2 separate regions of the Anser cygnoides genome follow, and region 1 is linked to region 2. A link is a contact called in public Hi-C data. All regions are on one chromosome and are shown on one strand. The core of a region is the stretch at or near the end of the contact, and the rest is flanking DNA. Distances in the headings are between cores, read along the strand shown.

The links. Hi-C and Micro-C count contacts between places; a contact is called where the count stands out from the background.
Region 1: a contact with region 2 is called in a Hi-C map of liver, with 2.5 times the contacts expected there. The contact joins the enhancer-like site here to the promoter of IRS2 in region 2. A contact is called at or near these places in 3 of 7 Hi-C or Micro-C datasets (granulosa cells and liver).

What each region holds. Positions count from the first base shown.
Region 1 is chr1:149,372,197-149,375,599 of Taihu_goose_T2T_genome, forward strand. No RefSeq gene overlaps it. Among named protein-coding and RNA genes, the nearest start is that of COL4A2, 140 kb to the right of the region's middle. Within about 2 kb of position 2,150, at least 1 of the 3 cell types and tissues checked has open chromatin away from gene starts, as enhancers often do.
Region 2 is chr1:149,233,413-149,236,433 of Taihu_goose_T2T_genome, forward strand. IRS2 (insulin receptor substrate 2) reads right to left here and starts at 1,750. Exons shown (of 3, transcript XR_010827027.1): 1 at 1-1,750. LOC106044456 (a long non-coding RNA gene) reads left to right here and starts at 2,079. Exons shown (of 3, transcript XR_010827033.1): 1 at 2,079-2,982.

The DNA.
Region 1 (3,403 bases), core at 900-3,399, 140 kb after region 2:
GCAAGGCATCCAAAATATATTGCGGTTGATGCAATACAGGACTGAAGGAGACATCCTCTATTATTCTCAAATTGACAAGGCTTTATCATCAACAGGTGGCTGAGCAGCGCTTCTTTTGAACCCCCTAAATACATCACTGTGGATTTTTTGAGGTGCTCAAGCCTCACCAGCTCTGCTCCCATTGACGTGATCTGAAGCAGAGCGGGATGATTCCGGCTGTATTTGCACCGTGGGGCAGGTGTTGTGTTTGTAGGCCACGGACCTTGGCCACGTCCCAGTCCCGGAGCAAATGTTCCCTGTGATGCACCTGCCAGTCCTACCTCACTGACTGTCCAGATCACGAACCTGCTGGAGCCCTTTCCTACGCCTCTGGGCTTCTTTCCAAAAGGAAGCGGGGTGGAGAGGGAACAGCCTGCACCTGTATCTCAGTTCAAGGTGGAGCTGAGTCAGAGCTAAAATTTCCACCTAGATCTGTCCAGCTCTTGGCACACCTCCCACCTCCATTGAGCACATAAAAACTATAGAACAGGAACTCATACATCAGATTCTTCCGTCATCTGAATTTTAATAATGTTTTGGACAAGTAGTACAGACGATAGGGTAATAGCTCTCGGATGTAAAATCTACATAAAACAATTGTTGATTATATATATATATATATGTATGTATTATCCATAAGAAGAATCCCACTAGAACATGGAAAGACACTATCTGACAACAGGATATGGCCAGCAGATGTGCATTTCTTTTCAGTAAGTGCTAACACAGCTTGTACAGTGCCTTAGTTTTTCAGTCCTACCAGCCCAGGCAATCCCATCAGGTAGCCGTGCAAATTTGCCAGGCCTTAGCATACTTTTGCACCTACATTTTTACTGAAACTGAACCAAAACAAAACAAAAAACAGCTCCAAATCTAGCTCCTTTGATAGTTATAAAGGATTCTCCAGGATTAATTTTTTATGGTCAATTTACACCCAATGCGCTAAGTCCCTTCTCTATTAAACAGGAAGATTTTTTAGCCCCTTCCTTGAAAATGTGTGGGCAAGTTCTGCACTTCTCATCTCAGAAAAAGAAGAGCTAGGATGGATCAAAGAGGCCACTTGTAACAGTCCATACACCAGGATACTTGCTCATCCAAAGCATCCTCTTCTACTCATTGCTTCTCCTTCAATACAGGCATTTCCTGGAGCCCAAAGAAAGAGCAAGTAATATGCTGTCTTTAGTATACATGCTTCATTTCATCTATCATTACTTTGCTTTGGAGACTTTACTTTGAATACCATACTTCAGTGATTTTCCTGTCTTCCAGGAAAGTGACTGAGAAGACAGAAAGGGACTCTCTCAAGTTACTTGGCATCCTATGTACGATACTGATATATGTGATCCAGCTGCAACTACTGCAATTCTTTGGATTCTGTGTAAGGTTGTATAAAGTAAAAAGTCTAACATATGCAATGGAACATAAAAAAATAAACATTTTTTTTCTTTCTTTTTTGGTCACTATCCAGCAGTGCCAGACAGTTTGGGGCAGAGCATGATCCAGCAGGAACAGACCTGGCCCAGAAGTTAAAAGACTGACCTTTTTTCTTACTTACTGCATGTTATTTCATTTCCCTTTTTTTTTTTTCTTTCTTTTTTTTTTTTTCTTGCTTGTAAAATGGGAGCACTGGTATTTATTTGCTATTTTAAACAACGAATCAAAAATCTTGTATATCAGTTTATTCTAAGTGATGGTTGAAGATAGTTACTTCTAAACTCCTATGGGTTTATTTTAGAACTGTGTACATAAACAAACCAGTTGTCTGTGTTTGTGGCTCTTCATATGTTAGTATCCAGTGCAGTTTCTTATAGGAAGTAGAAAACAAAATTTGTTGTCACAAGTCTATGCAACCGTATAAAATTAGATTTGCTCCATAAACACGACGGGAATGTCCTTTACGGAACCCTAGTGTCCCCCGGAAGAGTTGGCGGCATGCAAAAGGAGGTAGATGATCTTACATGTGCCTTCTCTTAGCACTTGCTGCCACATGATGAGTTAATATTTGATTAGGCAGTACTGTATCTATGACACCTGTTCACCAGGGAGACTAGGCCAACAACTGATGTAATCTGCCTTATTATACACTTAATGATAGAGGAGAAGTGCTGCTTTTTCAGCTTCCCACGTCTGCTTTTCATTTCCTCTCCTACACATTCCTGAGGGGTCATGTTCTGTGCCTTGCAAAAGCAAACAAACAACTACAAAATCTCTCTCCCTCGCTCTGTGATCCCCTGCAATTTGCTTGGAAGAAGAGAAGTTAAAGAAATTCCACTCTACTGTGTGTTTCTGAACAAAAATCTACTTGCTAGTAGTTATTATTTTACATGTGTTGGCTAGATTGTTTACAACAAATCAGGACAAAAAAAAAAAAGTGTTGGTACTAAAGCTACTTAGAAGAGCTCAGATTTTTTGTATCAGTGAATCAAGCACTTGGCCAAAGCTTCCAGATCCTCTTCACAAATGCTGTTTTCAGATTCTCGGGCTCTGACTAATAGGACCTACTCCATTTTTTTTAGGCCATTTTTCTGAAAAGGTGAGTGGCTGTAACTGGAATCCTACAGATGCTTTGAAGCACCTCATCTGAGCAGAATCTCAATTATTCTCTCTACAGTTACTCAGATCTGTGACCCTCAGGTCACGGTGTCTTCCTGTAGGAAATGCAGTGCTTCTGGTTTGCACCACCGGCAATCACAGTAATCTTTGGAATCAGCATACGACTTTTATTTCAAATGTATAAGCTTGTGGTTACACAGAGACTACTCAGCCAATTTGATTCCTGTATTTTTCTTCAATTTGAGCTTCATAAATTCTGTATCTGTCCTGTTAAGAAATCCCCATTTTTAGCTCATAACTGTAGGCAATACCTGAAATGCTATAATTGCCTTTCTTATTCTGAGTAACTCTTGTTACAACGTGAATACATCAGCTAGAGAGAATTTTCTCAAATTTTTATTTCGGGTTTCCTTCCCTCCCATTTGAGAGAGTTCACCACCTTTCCCTGAAGTGAGATTTGTCTTTGAAGAGAGGAAGAGGGCTGCAGTTTCTTTTCATTGGAATGCCAGCACTTCTTTTCTTTTCTATGTGTTTTGTATTAGCAAAGGCAGGGCTGAGAATAAGATAGGGTGTATCTTTCACTGCCTTGGGCTAACTCCTTTTCTTAGTTCAGGGACAATACTAAAAAGCCCGGATGGTATTACAAACAGCTTTTGATCAGATACAATTGACAGTTCCCAATTGCTGATCAAAGGTGGCCAGAAAATCTGTGAAAAAGCTGTAGTCTCTCTGGCAAAGAGAGGAAGCAGTGCTATCATCCCTAGATGACTCTGTTGGGCTACCAGGTGCCAGCATTCACTTCCATCGGGTA
Region 2 (3,021 bases), core at 500-2,999:
ACATGAAGCCCGCGTCGCTGGGCGAGCCGGAGACGGAGGCGCTGCCGCTGGACGGGCGCTGCGGGTGGTGCGGGTGCGGCGGCTCGGAGCCCAGCCCGCTGCTGGAGGACAGGCTGACGGGGCTGGTGGCGGAGGGGGGCGAGTGCGAGGCGGGCATGGACATGGAGCGGCTGCCCTGCAGCCCGCCCCCGGCCAGCACCGGCAGCAGCTTCCCCGCCGGCCGGGCTCCGCCGCCGCCGCTCAGCGTGTGCGAGCGGCTGAGCGGGGTCCGCACGGGGCCGGGGCTCATGGGGCTGCCGGCGGCGGAGCCCACCCGGCAGCCGTCGCCCTCGCTGGCCGTCCGCACCCGGCACGGCGCGCACTTGGGGCCGGCGGCCAGGCTGTCGGTGCGGGAGCGGCGCAGCAGCCCCGTCTGGCTGGGGGGCAGGTTGACCAGGTGGTGGTGCCGGCGGCCGGGCACCGTGATGGGGTGGGTGGCCGAGGAGCCGCCGGCCCCGCCGCCGCCGCCCGCCCCGCCGGAGGAGGAGGAGGACGAGGACTGGCTCTTGCTGCGGGGCCGGAACTCGGACAGCTCCTTGAGCGCCTTCATGGCCTCCAGGATGGTCTCGTGGATGTTCTGCGCCACCACCGAGTCGTCCGCCTGCATCCACAGCTCGCCGGGCCCGGTGGCGGCCGAGCGCCCCACCTCGATGAAGAAGAAGCTGTCCGAGTGGCCGCAGCGGCGGATGTTCATCAGCTGCAGCGTGACCGACGGCAGCTCGCAGTTGAGGCGCACGAAGCCGATGGTGCGGGCCGAGAGGCACAGCCGGTGCACGCCGGTGAGGTTCTTGCTCTGCCCCAAGCCCTTGGGCTTCAGCGTCACCTGCCAGACCTCCCGGTAGGCGGCGGCGGCCGGCGTGACCAGCCCGTAGTTGAGCTCCTCGCCGGCGGCCGCCAGGGAGGAGGCGGCGGCGGCGCTGCAGGAGGCGGCGAAGGGCGACGGGAGGTGGCGGCGCGGCGAGCCCTGCCCGGCCGCCTTGCCCTCGTTGAGCAGGTCGGTGAGCGCCCGGTACCAGCCCTCCTGCTCCTGCTCGTTCTCGGCCGCCACGGCGAAGTACTCGTCCTTGGTGTAGAGGGCGATGAGGTACTTGTGCTTGGCGTCGGCGCGCTTGTTGATGTTGAGGCACGAGTCCAGGGCGATCACCCGCTTGGGCGCCCCGGACTTGTTCCTCCATTTCTTCTCGCTCTCGTAGTACTCCAGCCGGGCGCCCCCCGCCTCCTCCCCGCCGCCCGGGCCCCGCAGCACGAAGAAGCGCTTGTGGCCGTGCTTCTGCTTGCGCAGGTAGCCGCACTTCCTCACGCCCTGGTTGTTGTTGTTGTTGTTGTTCAGGTTGGGGCCGGGCGGGGAGCCCGGCGGACCCAGCACGGCGGGGCTCGCCATCCCCGGCCCCGAGGCGGCTCGCTGCCCGCGCCGGGCCGGGATGGGCGCCCGCAGCGGGGACACCGCGCTAGGAGGCGGCAGCGGCGGCTGGTGCTGCCCCGGCTTCCCCGGCTGGGCTGCCGGCGGCGGCGCTCCTCCTGCTCCTGCTGCTGCCGCTGCCGCTGCGAGCGCTTCCCACCGCGCCGGGCTGCTGCCGGTGCTGCTCGCGCTGCCGCTGCTGCCTGCGCCGGCGGGAGCGTGGCAGTGAGTAACGCATCGCGCACCGAGTGCCCCAACTAAAGAGCAAAACAACACGTGACCGCCGAGTTACCGAGGCGCTCACACACCGAGACGGGGCGGGACCCCGCCGCCGCCGCCGCCGCCCCGCATTGGCCGCCGCGCCGCGCGAGCGGCGGCCGCCGCGGCCAATCGCGCGGCGGGGCGGGCGCTAAGCGGAGAGGCGGCGCGCTGCCATTGGCCGCCCGGCGCCTCGCCTCCCCCCGCCCCCGGCGGCGGGCCCCTTCCCGCCCACGGCCCCCGGCTCCCCTCAGGCGCCGCCCGCGGCGGCGGGACCCGGCCGCGCCCCGCCCCCGGAGCGTGCCCGCCTCAGGGACCGTTGCGACCGTTGGCGGGACGCGGGGAGCGCGGCGGAGGAGCCGGCGGCGGCGGCGGGGCGAGGGGCACGGTGCCCGTGGGCTCGCCGGCCGCCCCTCCGCACCCCTTCGCCGTCCCGGGGGGCTGCCGTCAGGTGGCGGCGCCCCGCCCGCCGCGGGCCCCCGGAGCCGAGCTTCCGGGCGTGTGCGTGTGCCCACCGCCCCTCCTCCTGGCTCCGCACGCGCTCACACACTCACACGCGTGTGTGTGCGTCAGCCCTCCCCACGCACGCACGCAGAGCGGCGCCCACCTCACGCCCCCCCACCCCCCCCCCAGTTTCTCCTTCCCTCCTCCGCCGTTATCTGCGTGCGGCGGGGAAACGCCGCCTGGAGCGGGGACTGTTTAATGCGATAAATCCGTTTTTACGCCGCGGGGCTCACGCCGAGCACCCCCGTTCCCCGGGTGGGGGTGCCCCTGCCTCTTGTACGCACCCCAGGGGGGAGAAAAGTGAGGCTGCGGTCGCGCAAATATAAAAAAAAAAGAAAGAATAAAGGGGATGGAGGGGGAGAGAAAGCGATGCGGGGCCGCCCGCAGCCTCCTTTGGAAATGAGCAGCTGAGGGAAGGAGGGGGAGAGGCTGGGGAAGACCACCGTGGTGGTTCGTCATGCTGGGAGGCTGCCATGAAGCGGCTGCTGAAGGAGGGCCTCTCCCGCCGCCTCACCGGGAGACGCTGGGTCTTGGCTGGGAGGTGGCGGGGTTTGGGTTGTTTCTTGGGGAAGGGGAAGCAGGGGGAGAAAGGCAGGCGGTGGAGGTGTGAGGCCCTGACCTCTCTCCCCAGGGCGCCCGCCGTGCGCTGCTGATTCACCGGGTCACCCTGGGCAAGGTCCTCGCCGCCTCCCCGCGCCCCAGCCGAAAGCAAGCCGTCCTGACCCTGTTTGCTGTCCTGGCAACGGGCGCCGGCTCCTGTGTCTGGAAAATGCATGGAAGAGGTAGGGAATTGTAAATTTAGATGACGCGTCGTGATGGCA